5 separate regions of the Mus musculus genome follow, and regions 1, 3, 4 and 5 are each linked to region 2. Evidence: chromatin contacts called from public HiChIP or PLAC-seq, Micro-C, capture Hi-C and promoter capture Hi-C data. All regions are on one chromosome and are shown on one strand. The core of a region is the stretch at or near the end of the contact, and the rest is flanking DNA. Distances in the headings are between cores, read along the strand shown.

Region 1 (4,104 bases), core at 912-3,411, 570 kb after region 2:
GGAAGGGGGACCTTTATATGTAATTTTTAAAAGTCCTTTTTAGTGACTTATTTATTCCATATGCATTGGTGTTTTGCCTGTATGTACGCCTATGTAGGGGTGTCAGATAACCTGGAACTGGAGTTACAATCAGTTGTGATGGTGCTGGGAATTGAACCTGGGTCCCCTGAAGATCAGACGGTGTTCTTAACCACTGAGCCATGTCTCCAGCCCCCTTATGTATAACAGAAAAGCAAAGTGCAACAGATGAGCGTCTGAGAAAAAGCGGCTTTCCTCAACCGCAGACTAAAGCGGGTTTTCCCGACCGGCCAGCCAGTAGGAAACGCCAGCATTCCATCCGACAATGCGACGTTCTTAGAATGTGGTTCTGAGAATATCGGATTCATTCTGAGGTCTGACAGGTTCTCCACGGACTCTCACACTTTCTATTACTTTATACTCAAACTACCCATTACATAAAAACAGAATCTGATAGTGTTCCAAAATAGTTCAATGTCTGGTCTTGCAATACAGTTCCTCAGAAAATCAGTAGGCGGATTTCGCCACCCCCTCTCTGTTTTGTCTTCAGTGCTGAGACTCAAACCCACAGCCTTGAGACACTAGGCAATCTGTGTTCCACTGCGCCACACCTTTGGTATCGGGAAGCTTTCTTACAAAGTGAAGGTTCACTTTGCACTTAAAGAACTTTCATAGGGATGTTTGGAACAAAAAGCTTTTTTATTATTTGCCTCTCTGTCTCCCCCATCCCCCCAGCGGGCTTCACTAGTGTTTGCCCGGCCTTCTGGCCCACCCTCTCCCACAGTTTCGCCATGTAACCCTGGCTGACGAACAGGAACTAGCTCTGCAGACCAGGCTGGTCTCAAAATCAGAGATCAGCCTGCCTCTGCCTCTGCCTCCTCCGAAGTGCTGAGATTAAAGGCATGGGTCACCGTGGCCCAGTTCAAAAGAACTTTATAAATTAAAGTTTCATCTTATTGTGTGTGGGGGTACAACAGCCACCTCTAGCAAATGGTCAGAGGACAATCTAAGGGAGGTGACTCTCTTTCTACAAATTGAAATTAGATGATTAGGCCAGGTAGCCACCTCACCATCCCTTAAAGTTTGTTAAAATTAAAAAAAAAAACAATTTTGGGCACAACCGTTCATTATTAGCATTTTTACAACTATGCTATGCTATCCTACTAAAAGATCTAGATGCAAAAGTAATATTATTTTTCACACATAAAATTGAATCATGAAGTATTCAATTTAAGCCTTTAAACGACATGCGCGGTAAGAAGACCTCCCCAGACTGCAGCTGTAGTTTGGGCATACACTAATGTGCTAAGATACACCTACTTTTTAAACCACATGATTTCTTCAGGGTCTGCGATGCCAAATTCCCTCATCTTCTTCACCATGGTGGCACTCTTCTTAACAGCCACCTCGTAACGCTGGCTTCGAGTGAGGAAGTTATAGTCCTCATGTTGGAAGTCTGGATCGTTCAGAATCAAGTTCTCTGAAAGAGGGTTAAATGACATCAAGAGAAACAGGTACTCACCCTCCCTGACTCCCATCAGATTAGAACAGAGGACGTTCCCCTCCTAATCCTGACACCGGACGCCCATCGAAGTAGGGGTCCCCGCTTCCCCTCAACTCCAGAGGCCCCAAATCCTCATTCACGGGGGTCTTTCGCCTGGTTCGGTATAAGAGGCCCGGCCCTCCAGGCTCACCGATTTCTCGACGGCGCCGGGTGTTCTCCGGACTACCATCCAAGATGTGCGTGATTAACTCTGGATTGAAGGTGGCGGCGGCCCGCTCCTTGCGCAGATCGGGATTCATGACGGAGACCAGTGCTGGGGGCAGAGGAGGTGGCGACAGAAGTGACAGGCACCAAAGCGATGACAACCTGTCTCCGCAGCTCAGGCGCCGACCAGGCCCTATGAGCGGAGCGAGACAGCCCTCGGCCCCGCCCCCTCGAGCCGTCCCCGCCCCGTCCCCGCCGCCACTCCTCACGTGACCGGCTGCAATCCCCGACGCTGGTACCGCCCGCCGGACGGACGAATCCCCTGCTGCGGGCCAGGGGAGGTCCCCGAGCGGCTCCTCGCCAAGGAAAGCAAGGTAAAAGGTCAAGGGACCGCAGTGGCACTGGAAAGGGAGTGGGGCTCTTCCCGGACCTCACGTCTCCAGGTTCACGTGATCTTTCCGGGAGGAAAAGAGCCCTGGAGACGCGCGCAACCGATTGGCCAGGGCCTTGAGGGGCGGGATTGCGCCTGCGCTGTGGGACTCACCTCCTTTCAGGCTAGGGCGGTGGGTGTGTGTGTGTGTGGGGGGGGGGTCCTCTCACCACAGTGTCCCCGGAAACCAGAAGGGAATGGGTGTCAAGGGTCTCGGGCGGGGTGAGGAGGCTAATAGAGGAAAGCTGTTGATTTTACTGGAACCCAAACAAATTGGAGCGAAAGGGTAACAGGACAAAGGTTACGTTCGGGAGACGGTTCATTGTCGTTGGCTAAAAATATTGCCGACTTGACTGACGTTAGAGACTTGGGATGCAAGGACCTGGTCCTGCGGAGCTTCCGGGTTTATGCACTGGGCCTGGATTTAAAGCGAGAGGGAACAGGTCCAGTTTCTCTACATTTTATAGCCCAAGTCTTTTCCCACCTAAACCGGCAGGGCAGGTCCTAGAAATTTTGAAATCTAGACTTTACTTTGCCATATCATTATCGTCATCGAAGATGTACCTACGCCTAAGAAGTTCTAGCGTAGGATTTATAACAAAGAGTTCCTGAGCCTCAAAGACAGCCAGTTTTCACCAGTTTGTTTTTTAATTCTTCCTTAAAAATTGCTAAGTAGTAGGCTGGAGATGTCGAGCATGCACTAAAGCCAAAATATAATCTCAAAGCACAGCATAAACTGGGCACCGTGGCACACACAGGCTTGCAACTTCAAGTGGAGGTCTGAGGATCACGAAGTCCAAGATCATTATCAGCTATATAGAATCGGACTGAAGGCAGCCTGGGCTGTGTAATGCCTTGTTTCAAAAAGCCTTTAAGTGCTAAGTAAAATGCACTCTTTCTTCATTTGATTTCATGCCACCAAAAAGAACTACGCCGGTAGTGGCGCACGCCTTTAATCCCAGCACTGGGGAGGCAGAGGCAGGTGGATTTCTGAGTTCGAGGCCAGCCTGGTCTACAAAGTGAGTTCCAGGACAGCCAGGGCTACACAGAGAAACCCTGTCTCGAAAAAAAAAAAAAAAAAAAAAAAAGAACTACATTTCTTCATTACCTCTCTAACTTGCCCTTGTAACAACATATGTAAGACCCTTTTACAGTAACGGTGCTGAGAATGGGTTAAACGAATGAAGGCTTTAGCCTGAATGCAAAGTTAATGGAGCCCCCAAAATTCAATATTTTAATGCACTTTCTTTTCTTTTTTCTTTTCTTTTCTTTTTTGTTTGTTTGTTTGTTTGTTTGTTTTGTTTGTTTTTCGAGACAGGGTTTCTCTGTATAGCCCTGGCTGTCCTGGAACTCACTTTGTAGACCAGGCTGGCCTCGAACTCAGAAATCTGCCTGCCTCTGCCTCCCGAGTGCTGGGATTAAAGGTGTGCGCCACCACGCCCGGCACACTTTTTTTTCTTGATGCAGGAGATAGACCTCTCAGCTACATCCTCAGCTCCACAAAATTTAAAAGTTTAAAAGGGAAAAGAAGAAAAATTCTGAGAAGTTAAATAAAGACTATATCATTGTTGTTGCTTGTACCTTTGGCTCTGGCTCCATATACCTGAGCAAGGTTCTGTTACTGAGGATATTTTCAAGGACACTTAGGCACTGATATCTTGTTTAGTTGGGTTCTTGTGAATTTTATTCCTCTTAGCAGAAGCTTGGATCCCAAATACAATTAACAAGTTATTGATGAGATAAAAACCAAGGCTATTGCTTACTGAGGTAAAGGGAAAAGACTACATGGCAAACCTTTGGCAGTATCTCAGAGAGGGAAAGGTATGGTCAGATTTATCAACAATTGGAAGTTTGACCTGGCCTGTTGGCATAGGCCTGGAACATCAGCTACTCAGGAGGCTGAGGCAGGAAGATCACAAGTTCAAGACCAGCCTGGGTTGTAGAGAAC
Region 2 (4,360 bases), core at 611-3,110:
AGTCTTAAAGGCTAGAAGGAAATCTGTGACTCACACCTGTAACCTAGAACCCTGGAGGCAAGGGCAAGAGGACTGGGAGCCAGCCTGGGCTATATAAGACCTCAAGAAATTCAGAAATTCAGACAAAAGGCAAAATGCTAGCCAAACATGTACAAGACCATGGGTCCTGCTCCCCAGCACTAAAAGGAGTCACGGTAGAGTCCCTGCCTTTTATGCACAAAATCCTGAGTTTATAAACCCATTGTTACAAAAATAAATAATAAATAAATAAATAAATAAATAAAAGCCTATATGCACAGGGATGGTTTAGCAGGTGAGGGGACCAGCTGTCAAGCTGGAAGACCTGTGTTAAGGGAACTGGTTACTCCCCTTTTTTTATTGTTGATTTTTGGGTTTTTTGTTTTCGAGACAGGGTTTCTCTGTGTAGCTCTGGCTATCCTGGAACTCACTCTGTAGACCAGACTGGCCTTGAACTTAGAGGACCCCCCCACTCTGGGTTGTTACCTCAGTGCTAGGATTCTAGGCATGTGCCCCCACCCGCAGGCTCTGGCTGCTGCTCTTACTGAGGACCTAGTACCCATAAGAAGGCTCACAGCAGTCATTCCAGTCTCTGGGGATCCGAAACTCTTTCTCCTGCCCCAGGCATGCATGCGGGGAAAACACTCATTTACAGCAAAATAAAAGTAAAAAGACATTTAAATGAAATAAAATACCAACTCAGGTTTCCCTTGTGGGAAGTAGGAGATGGCGTCTGACTGCCTGGCTCAAACTGCTCATCAAGTTAAGTGATAAAAACCAGTAAGTCACACACACCTAAAAAGCTTTAAAAGTGTTTGCCTTCAAGAAAACTAAAAAACACAAACATTTTTACAACCCAGGCGAGGAAAGTATCACATTTGTTAACGTACCCTGGGTTCAGTCTCCAAAAACCAACACAGCAGTGTAGTCTGTAATTCCAGCACTTGGGAGGTGGGAGGCATGAGGACCAAGAGTTCAAGGTCACCCTTAAGAACATAACAAGTTCGAGCCTAGCCAGGATTATACGGTCGCAAACCAATAACAAAAATAAATAAAGGGAAATATTAATCTCCTGTTTATTCAAAAATCTTCGTGCATTAACAGTCTTGCTATCTAAACAGATAAAAAATGATTTATAATATAAATAAATATAAATGCAGGATTGAGACAGGGCGGCTGCTGACCTGAGTGGCAGTGATGGGGGTGCAAGCGAGTTTCTTCACCCTGCAGCTTTTCTACCTCAGACTCCACTGTCGGGTGGACAGGTGTCCTTCGGTGACTAACCGAGAGCCCATGTGATCTGCTGAGGCGCTCTGCAGACAGCCTCGCGTGAGTGCACTGTCCAGGCTTTCCGGGGATGGGGTGGGGTGGAGAGGGCGTCTCCGTGAGTCCGGGGCAGTGGACACCCCATGTGCAAACGCCTACGATGGTGAGTGGTGGTGGGAGGGATTCGCCTTCCGTGTCTCTGAAGATGCTCCTGGGGTCAGGTGTGCCTCGTGAGCATCCGTCCCCGCCCCACGTGGATACCTGCCCTTCTCTGTTCTGACACACGGAGTGGGGGTACCGGCCCCCGAGAGTACCGGGAAGAAAGCAAAGCCAGAGGTCCACTCACCTGACACTTCAGGCCCGTCCGGGCTCCTCAAGCTCAGTTCTCCCTCCCTCTCAGTGTAGCCCAACAGCAAAACTTAACAGCACTTGCCAGTAACTGACAGGCTGCTAGGCCAATCACCGTGCAGCTTTTGGCCGCCGCTGGACGAATCGTTGTACGTCGAAGGTCCCATCCCAATGTCACTGTCCAGATACCGCTAGGTACTGTAGTCTTCCGCTTCCAAGCCCCACCCCCTTGAGAAGCTGCAGAGACTCCTGGGAGGTGTAGTACCACAGCGCCTTGCGTGCGCATTTCCGACGCCGTAAAAGAGCGGATGGCGAAGTTGGCTTTTACGACCTTCTAGAGGGCCTCTCATTGGCGCGATCCTCTGAAGTCTGCGCGGCTATGGAATATTAGAGCTCGCTGAACTTGACCCAGTTTTTATTTTTTATTTTCCAAATCAATGTAGTCTTAGAAGTCATATAACTTTGGAAAAGATGGCGGGAAGCCTGGTATTATTAGCCTGAAGGACTGGAGTTGGGTCGGGGTTAGATGGGTTCTTTGGGATAAGAACCTTTAAGGGAGTTGTACACACACACACACACACACACACACACACACACACACACACACACACACACGGGTCGGGGTTAGATGGGTTCTTTGGGATAAGAACCTTTAAGGGAGTTGTACACACACACACACAAACACACCCGGAGGAAACTACACACACACACACACACACGGAGGAATAAGAACCTTTAAGGGAGTTGTACACACAAACACACACACACACCCGGAGGAAACTACACACACACACACACACACACACACACACCCCCGGAGGAAATTTAGCACCGGAAGGACGATCGGTAGTTCAACATCAACCCAGAGTTCAAGGCCAGCCTAAGCTACGTGAGACCCTGACCTCTAAAACAAAAAGTTTATCTGAACTGAGATCTAAGTAATTTGCTGCAACTTCTTAATGTATCATTACTTACATGTTTTTAAATCAGTGGTTTATTTGTTACAGTTTAAGAGTTAATCTTAGCCAGGCGTGGTGGCGCACGCCTTTAATCCCAGCACTCAGGAGGCAGAGGCAGGAGGATTTCTGAGTTCGCGGCCAGCCTGATCTACAAAGTAAGTTTCAGGACAGCCAGGGCTATACATATATATATATAACCATATATATATATATAACCCTGTCTCAAAAAACCAAAAAAAAAAAAAGAGTTAATCTTTTTTAAAGATTTATTTATTTTATGTACATAAATGCACTGTAGTTGTCTTCAGACACACCAGAAGAGGGCATCGGATCCCATTACAGATGGTTGTGAACTATCATGTGGTTGTGGGAATTGAACTCAGAACCTTTGGAAAAGCCGTCATCTTTTTGTTGAGCCATCTCTCCAGCCCCTTTTTGTATTTTTTTTTTTTGGTTTTTCGAGACAGGGTTTCTCTGTGCAGCCCTGGCTGTCCTGGAACTCACTCTGAGTTCTGACCAGGCTGGCCTCGAACTCAGAAATCCACCTGCCTCTGCCTCCCGAGTGCTGGGATTAAAGGCGTGCGCCACCACGCCCGGCTTCCTTTTTGTATTTTTTAAGAACACCTCAAGAAACAGCTGGCTGGGCAGTAACAAATCTCTGGATAGCTTTTCTCATTTTGTTTTCCAAGTAGCAGAAATGACAGAAGTTTTTAAAGGTTAATAGTGGGGGGGGGGGGGTACACAAGGAGAGGCGAGAGGACAGCTTGCAAGAATCAGTCCTCTCCTTCCACAGGATCCAAGGGGTTGAATTTAGTTTTCAATCTTGATAAGAAGCACCTTTACCTACTGAGTCATCTCCAAAGCTAGCCTTCAAGTGTCGGAAACTACAATCTTAAAGATCGGTTCTTGTGTAGCCTCAGACTGTTACGTGGCTGTGGGTGACCCATGACTCTCCTTCCTTCACTTCCCGTCTGAGCCATCATGCCTGGCCTAGAAGTTTTTAGGTGTAATGAACGCTAGTCTTACTGCTTAGGTGGGGGAGTGGATCTTGCCTAGGCAAAGGTTCATTTCTCCAGGCAGGCACGCTGGGATCTCCCTCTGACCGCAGCTCTCAGAATCAGGAAAACCTCAACTTCAGGACCATCCGATTTGGCCCATATGGCCAACTCTGTGGCAAAATCTTCCCCCACTGCATTTTCTAATGCATGCACTGCAGGTTTATGCACATATGTCTCTGATCCGGTTTGAGTTGGTTTGAGTTGGGTGTGTGTGGTGTGTATTGTTCAGGTATATGCTTCTCGGTATGTGCCTATGAGGGCCCGAGAAAGGGTGTTTGTCTCTACCTTACTGACTTGAAACAGGGCCTCTCAGGGTTATCTTGTTTGGCTATGCCAACTGGCCAGTAAGCTCCCCAGGACCCACCTGTTTCTCTCCTGTCTTCCCGGTCCTCCCCCACCCCACACCCCCAGTAATGGGGTCATAGCCAGGCACATTTTTGACCTGGGTGAAGGAGATTTGAACTCATATCCTCATACTTGTAAGTAGTTCTGCCCCAATCCCCGATTTAGATGTTGTTTCAGCAGATGGACTTTTGTTTTGTTTTTTTTGTTTTTTTTTTGTTTTTTTTGTTTTTTTTTTTTTTGAGACAGGGTTACTCTGTGTAGCCCTGGCTGTCCTGGAACTCACTTTGTAGACCAGGCTGGCCTCGAACTCAGAAATCCACCTGCCTCTGCTTCCCAAGTGCCAGATGGACTATTACTACAGTTGAA
Region 3 (3,804 bases), core at 674-3,173, 780 kb after region 2:
ACTCCAAGCTCAGCAAAGCATGCTCTATCTTCTGATCGATAAAAGGCTAAGGCACTTAAGAGGAAAAACCCAACTGCTGCTGTGCTTTTTAGTTTTTTTTTTTAGGCAGGGTTTCTCTGTATAACCGCCCTGGCTAGAACTCGGTTTGTAGATCAGGCTGGCCTTGAACTCACAGAGAGATATATACATACTTGCCTCCCAAGTGCTGGGATTAAGGCGTGCACCACCACACCTGGCTTCATATTTGTGTTTTTAAAAGAACAAAATGCTAGTTGGGTATAGTGGCTCACATTTGTAATCCTATGGCTGGGGAGCGGGGCTAGATCAGCCTCCTTTTTGTTGTTGTATTGGTTTTATTTTGTTTGAGACAGTCTCACTGTGTAGCCCAGGCTGACCCCAAATTTAACAATCCTGCCTCAGCCTTCAGGGCACCAAGATGCAATTTTAATAGATAAAAGTAACCATGCGGTCATTATTAGCAAGAGGTTTATTAAAAACACTAACAATCGCTGCTTAATGTCAGACCTCTCTAAAGTGGTTCTCACTCATTTCTGCTAGGACTCATTCTCTGGCACAAAAGCAGCAAGACAGGGAGCTACTGGCACTCACTCCGCAGGGAGGCAGGTTCATTGTCTGGTCCCAGCTTCCACCTGGCAGAAACTGGATGTACTGCTGAGAAATCAGCTCGACTCATTAGCATGTCTTTATTCTACCAAGAGAGAATGGGACCCTGTCCAATTCTGACACCTCACTCACTACTCCCGCATCAAAATCCACACCAGGTCCTCAAGCCAGAGGGAAGGTGGTAGACACGAGTCCCGGGGGTCTTGAGATCAGCAAGCAAAAAAAAATTTTTTTTAGATAAAGGTGATGATAAAGGACATGTAGCTGGGTCACTCGCCAGCAGCTTGAACAGCAGTCCTCACTCAAGTGGACTACTTTCTCATCTGCTGTCAAAACTCTCCTGCAATGCTGATGCTGATGGAGGCATTGACTGTTTCAAGTGACAGTGTACGACAGAAAACACTTTTGCTCTGTCTCCAGCCATCTCCTTGACAGAAACTAGGAAAGGGGCAATCCAAGTGACTCTTGTCAGATTCCTACACATCTCTGTTAACTTAGTTTCTCCCCCAATCCCCGCCCTGATAGTCTCCAGAAAAGCGAAGAACTGCTTAAGCAAGTTCGTCCTCCCGCACTACTCCTCACGCTCGCAGAAACGCACTTCTAGCTGTCCCAAGGGACATGGATGCGACAGCCCGGGGACAACACCTGGCACAGGTGCCTGTCAGGGATGCCTCTCCAACCCGCAGCCGCTGCAACGCCGCATCCCCGGCGGCGCGCGTCCCTGTCGCAGAGCAGATTACCACGGAGGACGCGAGCGGTGACCTCGGTGACCCTGCAGGCACCTGCAGTCCTCCGCGTGGCGTCGCCGAGGCCCGGGATGGGGAGCGCCCCCCGCCCTGCATCCCGAAGACCTCCCCCGCTCCGCGGCCGACTCGGGGCCGCCCGGGCCACCGCGTTGCCCGCCCGCAGCATCCGACGCGCGGCCTCCCCTCCGCCCGGCCCGTGGCGCGCGCCCGGCCCTCACCGGACTTGGGCGGGTAGCGGTACACGGAATTGGACGGGATGTCCACCTCCTCCACGCCCGCGTGCTGCCGGCTCGTCAGGGCCCCCATGGCCGCTGCGATCGCGGCGTCGCCCGGGCTCCGGCGTCCGAGCCTCAGCGCGCCGGCCGGCCGCACGCCCGGTGCGGGGGTCGGCTGCCCGCCGCGGCCCGCTCGGCTGAGGCGCTGCTGCGGCTGAGGCTGCGGGGAGCGGCCCGCACGGCGCGCACCATCCTCCGCCGGGCACCGCGGCGGCGCCTCTGCCTGAGGGGGCTGCGGGGCTGAGCCCGGGGGCGCCGCCGCCGCCTCAGACCGCGTGATGTCAGCGGCGGCTAGCGCGCGGGGGGACCGCGGCGGCCTCAGCCAATGGGACGGCGGGGCGGGAGCGCCCGCGGGCCGGCCAGCCAATAGGAAACGAGCTGCGGTGGGCGCCCGCGGCGCGTGCTTCGCGCGGAGGTTGCGGCGCGGATGCGGCCTGGGGCTCGGCGGCAGCGACGGGCAAGGGTCTGAGTCTCCCGGAGCTGCTCGGCCACGGCGGGTGGAAGAAGCATGGTCCCCGCCGCACCCGAGCGGTGTCCCGGTGGGATTATTGCTCCGGGTGCGCCTCCCCCGTGGCACCGGGGAGGCCTGCCTCGAGCTCGCGCGTCTTTGTCCCTGAATCCCACAGCGAGCCGCCCCGCCCTGGCAGCCAGAGCCCCGCCTCCTCCGCGTCTGTCGAGGTCATAGCCCAGGGGCGAGCATCCACATCCCTCATGCCCCTACCGCCTGAACCCCAAGTGCTCTGCCAACCTCACATCCCAAATGTCACCAAGACTGCATAGGGGATGTTGGGATGGTCAGCTAAGATGTGGCCATCCCTCCGTAAATGCTGTTTGTAACCTCCTTCCTGGGACAGCTCGGGTAGCCTTTAGGGTTTGGATTGGTAGGCATTAACTCAAGATAGTCACTCTGAGCCTGTCCCTTGTGAACTGTTCTCTGGAGACACTGGAAAGAGCCTTGTGTGGCCTATCAGTGAACAGTCCTCGAATCAAAAAGGGAATTTGATAGGGCAGATCTAGGACTTCCCTACACACACACACACACACACACACACACACACACACACACACAGTGGGCAGGCAGAAGACGTCATTGCTCAGTTAATTACAGACATTTATGTATTTGTGGGTATGATGAGGTTTTGGGGATTTTTTTGTTTTGTTTTTGTTTCTCTGGGGGGAGACTGATCAAGGTTCCGAACTGTTTCAGCATGACGTCAACTTTCAACAACATACACAGTAGTTTGGGGTGACTGATTCCCTTCTTTAGGTTTGTAAAACTGTTTTGTAGATCTGTCTGTCTCCTGATCTCTTCTCTTCTCTTCTCTTCTCTTCTCTTCTCTTCTCTTCTCTTCTCTCACCCCCCCGCCCCCCCCCGTGTGTGTGTGTGTGTGTGTGTGTGTGTGTGTGTGTGTGGTTTGCAGGGGTTGGTGTGGTTTAAGTTTTGTTGTTGATGTTAACATTTTATTTGTGTGTTGGCAGGGGGGGGTTCCTCTCCTGTATCGCCAGGTGATTTTAGAGGTCAAAGGACAACTTGCAGAAGTGTTTTCTCTTCAACTGTGTGGATTCTAGGGATATATCTCAGTTCCTCGGCTCCCCCTCCACCTTGAGACCAGATCTCATGTAGCTCTCGTTGACCCAGAACTTCTTGTAACCAATGTGGCCTTGAATTTCTGAGTCTCCTGCCTCTGCCTCCCAAGAGTATTTTGCATTTTCATTCACCTGAATTTAACTGACTCTGTGTTAAAGTTACTTATGAAAAATTGCCTTGGTTTTCCCCCAAGGTCCCCTGGAAGCCAGGCACCCACTCCTATCATGCACATCGGGTGATAATGAGGGAGGCCAAGTCCCTGCTCCAGACACCCTCATCCAGGTCACAGGGCTCACCTGAATTTGGAGCTCTCCCTGCAGCCCCCCAGCCCTAACCATTAGGCTTCCAGAGGTATCTTAGGGGAGAGCTGTAGCCTCCCTCTATTTTCCTTTCTCTACACACAGATCCTTCCTCACAGGTGCCAGGTGACTGCGTGTGGCTCCAGCCTTTGGGAAGTGGAGAAAGCTGGATCAAGAACTCCAGACTGCATAATGAGCTAGCTCAGGCCACATGAAACCTTGGAGCGTATAAAACAGCAAAAACCACAGACTTGCAGACAAAAGTGACACAA
Region 4 (4,141 bases), core at 1,013-3,512, 650 kb after region 2:
TGCGACTCCTTAATGATCTGCAGAACTAGAGCCTAGGTCAAGGAAAAGCTTCCGGGGTGAGAAGACAGCAGGTCAGGCGCTGCCCCAACGGCACACTGAACTGTGGGAGCCCAGGGATGGTAGCCTCCGATCCTTTTGTAACTTTCCAATAGTCACTTTATCAAAGGACAAGGCTAAGTTTATACTTTTATGAACTGTCCCAACTGTTACTATTTTCAGACAGAACTAGAGGGCAGTACTGGTAGGGAGTCTCAAACCCAGCAGATTGTTCTAAATGCTGCCTCAGAGGTACCCACCTGGATCTCACATGCAAGGAGACTCCAGTTATAAATGTCAGGTTCTAACTACACAGCTATATGCCGCAGCCAGTGCTTGCCAAATTTACATCTTGTAACGCTCAAAATCTATGATCAGCACAGTGTCAACCAAGATACGCCAATTTCCATTAAAAAAAAAAATCCAAGTTTTTCTTTTTCCTGGGCATTCTAACATGTAGTAAGAACAATAATACCAGAGCAAAAAGCAAAGTACGAATCCACGAGAATTTACATACACACACACACACACACACACACAAAGTGCATGTTTTATTTCAGAAATTCCTCTAAACCACCTCCATTTGGTATGCATCTCAAAAAGCCACAAGGGACTCCAACAATAGTATATGCCTATTATCTCAGCATCAGAGGGGACGGCGGGCGATGAGAAGCAGCTCAGGGCCAAATTGGGCTACACAGCCAAACTCTGTCTCAGAAACCAACAAACCAGCTGGAGAGGGCTCAGTGGTTAACAGCACTTCCTGCTCTTCTGGAGGAATCCAGGTCGGCTCCCAGCACCCACGTGGAGGAACTAAACATCTGTAAGTCTAATTCCTGGAGATCCATATGTTCTTCAGGCCTTTGTGGGCACCAGGCACACATGTGATACACAAACATGCAGGCAAACACACACATAAAATAAGATAAAGCAACATTTAAAAGTATTTAAAATAACACGTTAAAAAAAAAAAGCCACATGCTATTAGAACCACACAAATGATATATAAGCTAATACAAACCAGAAAATGTTTCCTGAGGGTTGGGAAGACTGCTCAGCTGGTAAAGGACTTGCTGTTAGCAAGCATGAGGTCATGTTGGGATCTCCCCAGAACCCACGTAAAAAGGCCATACTGTTGTTTGCACACGTAATCCCACAGCTGGGATGGCAAGAGACAGAAAGATCCCTGGAGCCCACTGGCCATACAGTCTATTCCAAGTAGTGAGCTGCACTTTTGGAGGGAGACCCAGTCTCAAAGGTAGAGAATTAGGAAGACGTTGACCTGTGACCTGCAGACACAGCACCAGCGCTTACACCTACACCCATACCCATGCGGACTTGGACACTCAAAAAAAAAAAAAAAAAAGTAACTCCTACAGTTCTTCGAGAAGAGTCCAACAAGATAAAATGCCTTACAGACCTACTTTTGAAAAAACAAAAAACTATACACATGATATTAACAAACTAAAGTAACTACTATTCAAAACAGGTAAGCAGCAGCTTTCCTGGAGAGCACTCTCCCTCCATTTTCAAAGCATCTCGCTGTTTTATGACCCAGGGTTCGACAGCTGTCCGACAACAGCTCCACGCTGAAATGTCAAGGCTGCAGTTTCCCCTCCACAGTCCGGTGGCTCAAGGTACCGACCAGGAGCTCTGTGGGGTGGGCAGGGTGTCAACCCCGGCTCAGCCCTCCAACTGGACATCTGAGGGGCACAGAGGGAACCCTGCCTACCATCTCTATACCCCTTGCAAAAACAAGCTCCGGAAAGCCAGGACGAGAGGCAAACCATGCACACGGGAATGCCGAAAGTGAAGGGCAGGAGGCAGCGGCGCACCTCGGCTCCGCAGCCCGGTGCTGGCCCCCGCCGCCTCGCCCGCCCCCAGCCCTCCGAGCGACACGTAGTCATTGCGAGTTAGGCCACCGCTCGAGGATACTCTCCAAACTCAGGCTGTCCCCGAACTCTTTGTTTGCCTTCGATCCGGCTGAAGGGCGTTCGTTTTCTTTATTCTCGTCTCCTCCGGCACTGCGTCCGCCACCGCTCCCTCCGCCGCCGCCGCCGCTGCCGCTTCCACCACCACCACTACCACCACCCGGGATCTGCTTCTCAGCAGCCATCTTGCCCCTGAGCCGCAAAGCACGATGGAACGGAGCAGGCGAGACGACCAGCGGCGAGAGAGAGCGGCACTTTCCAGGCTGGGCCGATGGTACACTGACGGACTCCGCCGCAGACCGCGGATGTCTTGGGCCTCTGTGGTGTGTTGGTGTGCGCCTGCGCCTCCTGGGTTGAATTCGTGGCTGTTGCTGGGTCTCCGCATTTCTAAGGATTAGCCTCGCTTCAAATCTACCAAGGATAGGAGGACCCGAGAAAGATGCCCACCTCATGCATCCTTGCACCCAGAGAATGGTAGTGTACGCCTTTAATCCCAATACCGAGGAGGCTGAGGCTGGAGGATTGCCTCGAGTTGAGGTCAGTCTGGGTTGCACAGTTAGACCTTATTTAAAACACACACACACACAGACACACACACACACACACACACGAAGAGGCCTCGGTCAGAAGGCAGTGTCCCCAATAGGAGCTTGAGACCCGTGGCCTCCTCTAGATCATGTGACCATCCAAGTATGACTTTTATTAATCTTTGCGGGCGAGTACACCAGGAGTCTCAGTCTTGTGCCAATCACGGCAGGTGAAAAGAAGCTGGCCGCGTAACTCAGTCTACCCTTTTGTGTTACTAAAGGAGGTTGCAAAAAAATGTATGACTCCAACCCTTCCCCCCATCGGAGTTCAGAGATCAGCTAGTGTGGAGTACTAGTTCTCCAGCAAAAATATCAAGGAAGACTGGGCCTGGGCAGATGGCTCAGTGGTTAAGAACACTGGTTGCTCTATCAAGATGATCTGGGTTTAATTTTTAGCACGAGAATGGTGGCTCAAAACCATCTAGAATTCCAGTCCCAGGGATCCAACCCTCTTCTGGCTTCGTAGTCTACAAAACACATGTACACAGACATACGTGTAGACAGAATGTTCATATACATAAAACAAAATAAAAATAAAGGTTAAGGCTTTTGAAAACAAAAAATTAGACAAACTGCTTTCAGAAGGTGGGAGGCAAAAACTAACCTCAAAAAGTGGTCCTCCGAATTACACTCACATACTGAGCTGTGAAGCATGGGCCTGCACACACACACACCTAAACAATAAGCCATGGAGATGGCCCAGCAGGAAAAAGAACTTGCTATATAAACTTTTTAAAAAAGATTTTTATTTATTTATTATTATATCTAAGTACACTGTAGCTGTCTTCACACACAGATCTCATAACAAATGGTTGTGAGCTACCCTGTGGTTGCTGGGACTTGAACTCAGGACCTTTGGAAGAGCAGTCAGTGCTCTTAACCACTGAGCCATCTCTCCAGCCCCCACCTCTTTTTTTTTCAAAGATTATACTAAAGGTGGTTTATTGGGAAGCTGCTCTCTGACTGAGTTCACAGACCCCAAGAACTGAGGCCAAGTCAGTTGCCATGAGGAAAGGGGGAGGGGAGAGGAACGGAGGCCTGCAATCCCAGGGTGCAGCTAAAAATACAAATAAATGGTGTCTTAGAGTTTCTGCTGATGTGATAAAACATGGTGGTTTGAATAGGTCTGGCCTCCATAGACTCATGTGTTTGAATGTTTGGCCCATGAGGAGAGGCACTATTAGGTGTGGGCTTTAAGGTCTCTTTGCTCAATCACACCCAGTGTGGAATTAGAGCCTCCTCCTAGCTGCCTGTGGAAGACAGTCCCCTTGTCCCTTCTTGGCTTCTCCAGCCCCATGTCAGACTGTGTGCTGCCATGCTTCCCACCATGATGATAATGGACTAAACCTCTGAACCTGTAAGCTATTCCTCACTAAATGTTGTCCTTTATAAGAGTCACCTTGGCCACGGTGTCTCTTCACAACAATGGAAACCTAAGGCAAACATCATGATCAAGAGCAGATTTGAGAAGAAAGGGTTTATTTCATCTTAACTGCTCTCAGGTAACAAATAATCCACCTCTGAGAGAAGTCAGGACAGGAGCTCAGGGCAGAACCTGGAGGCAGGAACTGAAGCAGAAGCCACTGA
Region 5 (3,844 bases), core at 1,213-3,712, 680 kb after region 2:
TAGTATGATGGAAAATTATATCACTCAGTCCCCAGGCACAGGACCTAACACGTACATTGTGACTGCTATGTATCTTCCTCTTTTATCCGTTTGCTTAACATTTGAGACATGGTGTCACTACATAACCCAGGCTAGTCTGGAATACCACATATCCCAGGCTGGCTTCAAACTCACAAGTTCTAGGCCTGGGCCACCACACCTGGCTTCTACAGACTTCCTTAAACTGTCACATGTCCCTCATGAGACCGAGACAGGGACTGATGTCCATCTGTCCGTCGTCTCACGCTAACCTATACGTTTCTTACCACTTTGTTGAGTTCTGGGCTGTCTGGGCTATTGTCCTGAAAATACTCCACAGCCTTCTGGATTTTGGCCATACTTCCCAGGTACTCTTCCAGCCTACCTGTGGGGCTGGGAAAGAGAAAAGCTGGCTTAGCCTTGGAGGGCAGGGATAACATAGACAGACTATGGCCACGGTCTGCGGGAGAAGAAGAGAACGCAGATAAGGGGCTCCACGCTCACATGGGTTTTACTTGGCTCCATGGGTCCAGGAGACATTAGTTATGTGAGCAGAGCTCTGCATGGAACTCACCCCTCTCGGATGATCTTCTCCGTGTCGCTGGCTACGTGGTAGTAGCTGATAACGTGGTCCAGGCAGGATAACGTCTTCTCCACGTTCTCCTGCAGCCTCTGTAGGTTCTCTGTCTGCTTGTGCACAGGGATGATAGAGTTCTCCAGCTTCATGAGTCGGCTCTCAAAGGACGACAGGATGGACACCTGTGGGGGGGAACTCCTCTGGCTCATGGCTCCCAGGGCTGTCCTGGAAATACTCACAGACATTTCTTGTCTTTTCTTGGTTTTCTAGACGATACACTGCTACCCATAGGAAGGAACATAGTCGACTTGTTTGCTACAACTGCACTCCTAGTCTGGTACACGGCTCACCATAAACTGGTTGAAAGTTCATCTGACGGCAAGAGGAACATTAAGCGAATTCTTCCTTCAAGGAGCTGGAGAGATGACTCTGCTCTTGCAGAGGACTGGTACTGAGTTCTCAGCACGCACATCTGCCAGCTTACAACTGACTGCCTGTAACTCCAATTCCACAGGATATGACAGCCTCTTCTGACCTCTGCAGGCACTGCTCATTTGTGGGACACATACACACATGCAAACACTCATGCACATAAAATAAATTTGCTTATTTGCAAAAAGAGATAATCAGGCTGGAGAGCCAGCTCAGCAGTTAAGAACACTGGCTGCTCTTCGGAAGTCCTGAGTTCAATTCCCAGCACCACATAGCGGCTCAACCACAACCATCTATAATGAGATCTAGTGCCCTCTTCTGGCATATGGCCATACATACAACCAGAACACTATACATAATAAATTTTTTTTTTCAATCACCTCAGGATAGATTCCTTTCTACCCTTGAAAGTCAAATCTCAATTTCTGTTCTCTCTGAAGTTTTCCTAGACTGAACAGAAAGTAGCTTCCTCCAAAATAGTTGCAAATATATTACTGTTACCTCAAACAAACAGCCAACCTCTTTCCCTAAGGGCAAATCTCATTCAACAAGTATTTTATTACTGTGTAAATACAAATGCAAGCACTTTTAAAGCATCTTACTGTATACCAGACACTGGGAAGCATGCATAGACTTCCTCCACGGACACACTGGGAGGCTGACATTGTCTGCTTTACCAGGTAAATTAACCATAACTCAAGGCCTACCACCAGGAACCACATAGTAAGCTGTAGGACATTGGGTAGATCTAAGACGCATTAACTCTCTGAGATGGTTTTGCTTCCAAAGCCCCTGTGACTTCGCTGCCTCGCCTCGCTTGAATTTGACAATGACACGGGGCCAGTACCAGGCCATGTACAGGATATCACGAAATGTTTGCAGAAGGACAGACAGTAACAGGTATAGGGCAGCGGTTTCCTCGGTGATGGGGTGGAAACTGGGGTGCAGAGATACCCATCGCTGCAAGATATGCCCACTGTTTACTACCCACGCTGGAGTCCCTGGACAGGCGCAGGACACGTCCATCACACGCCCCTCCTCTGGGGCTCAGGAGCCTGGCGGCAGCCTCCCAGCTGAAAGGCTACTCACCATGTTCCTAGTGAGCTGGTCGCTCTTCTCCAGGCTGTCTCGGATAAACGACAGCGTCTCCTCCTCCTGCGAGGGGCAGAGAGGAGGACATCACCACAAGCCGATGGTGAAAGGCGACCACCAGCACCCAGCACCCAGCACCACGGCCTACGCCTAACCCTATCTCCCCTTCCACCCCGGTTCGATGCCCCTGAGCGCCTTTCCTTCACTTTCTCCCCAGCGTCACCTGCTTCAGTTTGTCCTCGATCTCCCGCCGCCGGGCGGAAGCCTCCTGCGGGGGAATCATAGCAGCGGACAGCGCTGTCCCCACTCCCCGCTGTTTTAGCTCCAAACCCTGCTCGGCTTCCGTCCCTGTCACGCCCACTTCCTCCCTCGGCCCCGCCCCCGGACGCTTTCGGGGGCGCCATGTTGGGAGTGGCAGGCGGAAGTGTGTTCCTGCCGGAGCTCGCGAGCGGGCTGCGGGTCGACGCCATCTTGAATGTGGCTGGAAGAGCCGCTCACCTGAGGCATACGTGGGTCTTTCCTCGTAGCCAGAGGCTGGTTTGCTCGCTCCTTTGAAAGACAGCCCCTTGCTGGGAGACTGAAGCAGGAGGCCATTCACGAGTTCGAAGCCAGTTTGGATCACATAGTAAATTCCAGGCTAGCCTAGGCTACAGAGTCAGACTTGGTCTCCAAACCAAAAATCAAGCAAACCAACATTATACCTGAATTTTTTTTAGATCGTTTTGGCTGCTCTGGAATAGGTTATGTAGACCAGGCTGACTTCTGCCTACCGTGGGCTGGATTAAAGAAAGGTGTGCTCTGCCAAACCCAGCTCACCCAAGAAAAAGCAGGGCGGTGGCGGAAGGCAGGAGGTGGAGGCTGGCACGGAGTGGTATATAGGGTTTACAGTTCTCTCCCTCCCATGTGTAGGACCCAGAGGGATTGAATTCGGGTGCCAGGTTTTGTGGCAAATGCCTTAACCTGCTGAGCTATTTCACCAGCTCATGATTTATTTGTGGATTTTAACATGGTGTATAGATAGATGTTTCGCCCATGGGTATGTATGTCTGTGCCGTCACTTGCATGCCAGGTGCCCTGGAAGACCAGAAGGTTATCTGATCCCTCTGGAGCTGACATTACAGTAGTGAGCTGTCTGTCATGTGGGTTCTGGGAACCCTAACCCTAACTCAGGCTTCCTGGAAGAGTAAGAAAGAGCTCTTAACTGCTGAGCCATCTTTCCAGTTAGCTAAACCCTAATTTAGGATAAAAGCGCTGACTGAGGAGACAAATTTGTTTTTGCAGATCATATCTTAACGGTTCAAGTCTGGAGACTGGATTCCACACAGAGTGGCTTACAATGGATACTTCAGAACTTGTGGGATCCCACGTGGGTTTAATAACAGAGACACAGAGACATCTGTATAGTATAAGGCTGTTTGCCTGTTTGCTGGGGCAGTCCCTCAGCTAACCCTCCAGACTCAACGCGACTTCCCTGCTACGAGTCCCTGGCGTTCTCTCTGCTCAACCTCCCTGTCCTGCTCAGTTCTGCTTCTGTCTCTCTCTCCTCCTGCCCCGACTCCAACAGTCAACTCTAGTCCTCAAAGGCCACACGCCTTACTCATCCAATCTGAGCCAATCAGCAACGGACAACGCCTAGTCTGAGCCAATCAGCAGCAGGACAACACCTAGTCTGAGCCAATCAGCAGCAGGACAACGCCCGGTCCATATTTCTGTGTTGTCTTTTGG

What was found. Promoter capture Hi-C pulls out the DNA fragments that hold promoters and counts their contacts. A called contact is a pair of places that touch in the nucleus more often than the background predicts. HiChIP or PLAC-seq counts read pairs in DNA pulled down with a chosen protein or histone mark. Capture Hi-C pulls out chosen DNA fragments and counts their contacts.
Region 1: a contact with region 2 is called in a promoter capture Hi-C map of pre-B cells, with 2.3 times the contacts expected there. The contact joins the promoter of Acox1 here to the promoter of Slc25a19 in region 2. A contact is called at or near these places in 1 of 39 promoter capture datasets (pre-B cells) and 3 of 115 datasets of contacts at active chromatin or transcription factors (bone marrow-derived macrophages, embryonic stem cells and pancreatic cancer cells).
Region 3: a contact with region 2 is called in an HNF4G HiChIP or PLAC-seq map of pancreatic cancer cells. The contact joins the promoter of Rnf157 here to the promoter of Slc25a19 in region 2.
Region 4: a capture Hi-C map of macrophages shows a contact between it and region 2, with 3 times the contacts expected there. The contact joins the promoter of Srp68 here to the promoter of Slc25a19 in region 2. A contact is called at or near these places in 1 of 39 promoter capture datasets (hippocampal neurons) and 1 of 9 other capture datasets (macrophages).
Region 5: a Micro-C map of embryonic stem cells shows a contact between it and region 2, with 6 times the contacts expected there. The contact joins the promoter of Exoc7 here to the promoter of Slc25a19 in region 2. A contact is called at or near these places in 2 of 39 promoter capture datasets (cranial neural crest and erythroid cells) and 1 of 484 Hi-C or Micro-C datasets (embryonic stem cells).

What each region holds. Positions count from the first base shown.
Region 1 is chr11:116,196,884-116,200,987 of GRCm38.p6, forward strand. It overlaps Acox1 (acyl-Coenzyme A oxidase 1, palmitoyl), which reads right to left and starts at 2,162. Exons shown (of 14, transcript NM_015729.3): 1 at 1,713-2,162; 2 at 1,339-1,498. The coding sequence starts at 1,821. It overlaps Ten1 (TEN1 telomerase capping complex subunit), which reads left to right and starts at 1,972. Exons shown (of 4, transcript NM_027107.1): 1 at 1,972-2,100.
Region 2 is chr11:115,626,435-115,630,794 of GRCm38.p6, forward strand. It overlaps Slc25a19 (solute carrier family 25 (mitochondrial thiamine pyrophosphate carrier), member 19), which reads right to left and starts at 1,861. Exons shown (of 7, transcript NM_026071.3): 1 at 1,631-1,861.
Region 3 is chr11:116,411,109-116,414,912 of GRCm38.p6, forward strand. Rnf157 (ring finger protein 157) reads right to left here and starts at 1,924. Exons shown (of 19, transcript NM_027258.1): 1 at 1,589-1,924. The coding sequence starts at 1,676.
Region 4 is chr11:116,271,955-116,276,095 of GRCm38.p6, forward strand. Srp68 (signal recognition particle 68) reads right to left here and starts at 2,263. Exons shown (of 16, transcript NM_146032.3): 1 at 1,972-2,263; 2 at 1-25. The coding sequence starts at 2,152.
Region 5 is chr11:116,304,272-116,308,115 of GRCm38.p6, forward strand. It overlaps Exoc7 (exocyst complex component 7), which reads right to left and starts at 2,463. Exons shown (of 20, transcript NM_016857.4): 1 at 2,343-2,463; 2 at 2,117-2,182; 3 at 593-777; 4 at 306-411. The coding sequence starts at 2,402. Gm26730 (a long non-coding RNA gene) reads left to right here and starts at 2,593. Exons shown (of 3, transcript XR_389166.1): 1 at 2,593-2,910; 2 at 3,401-3,844.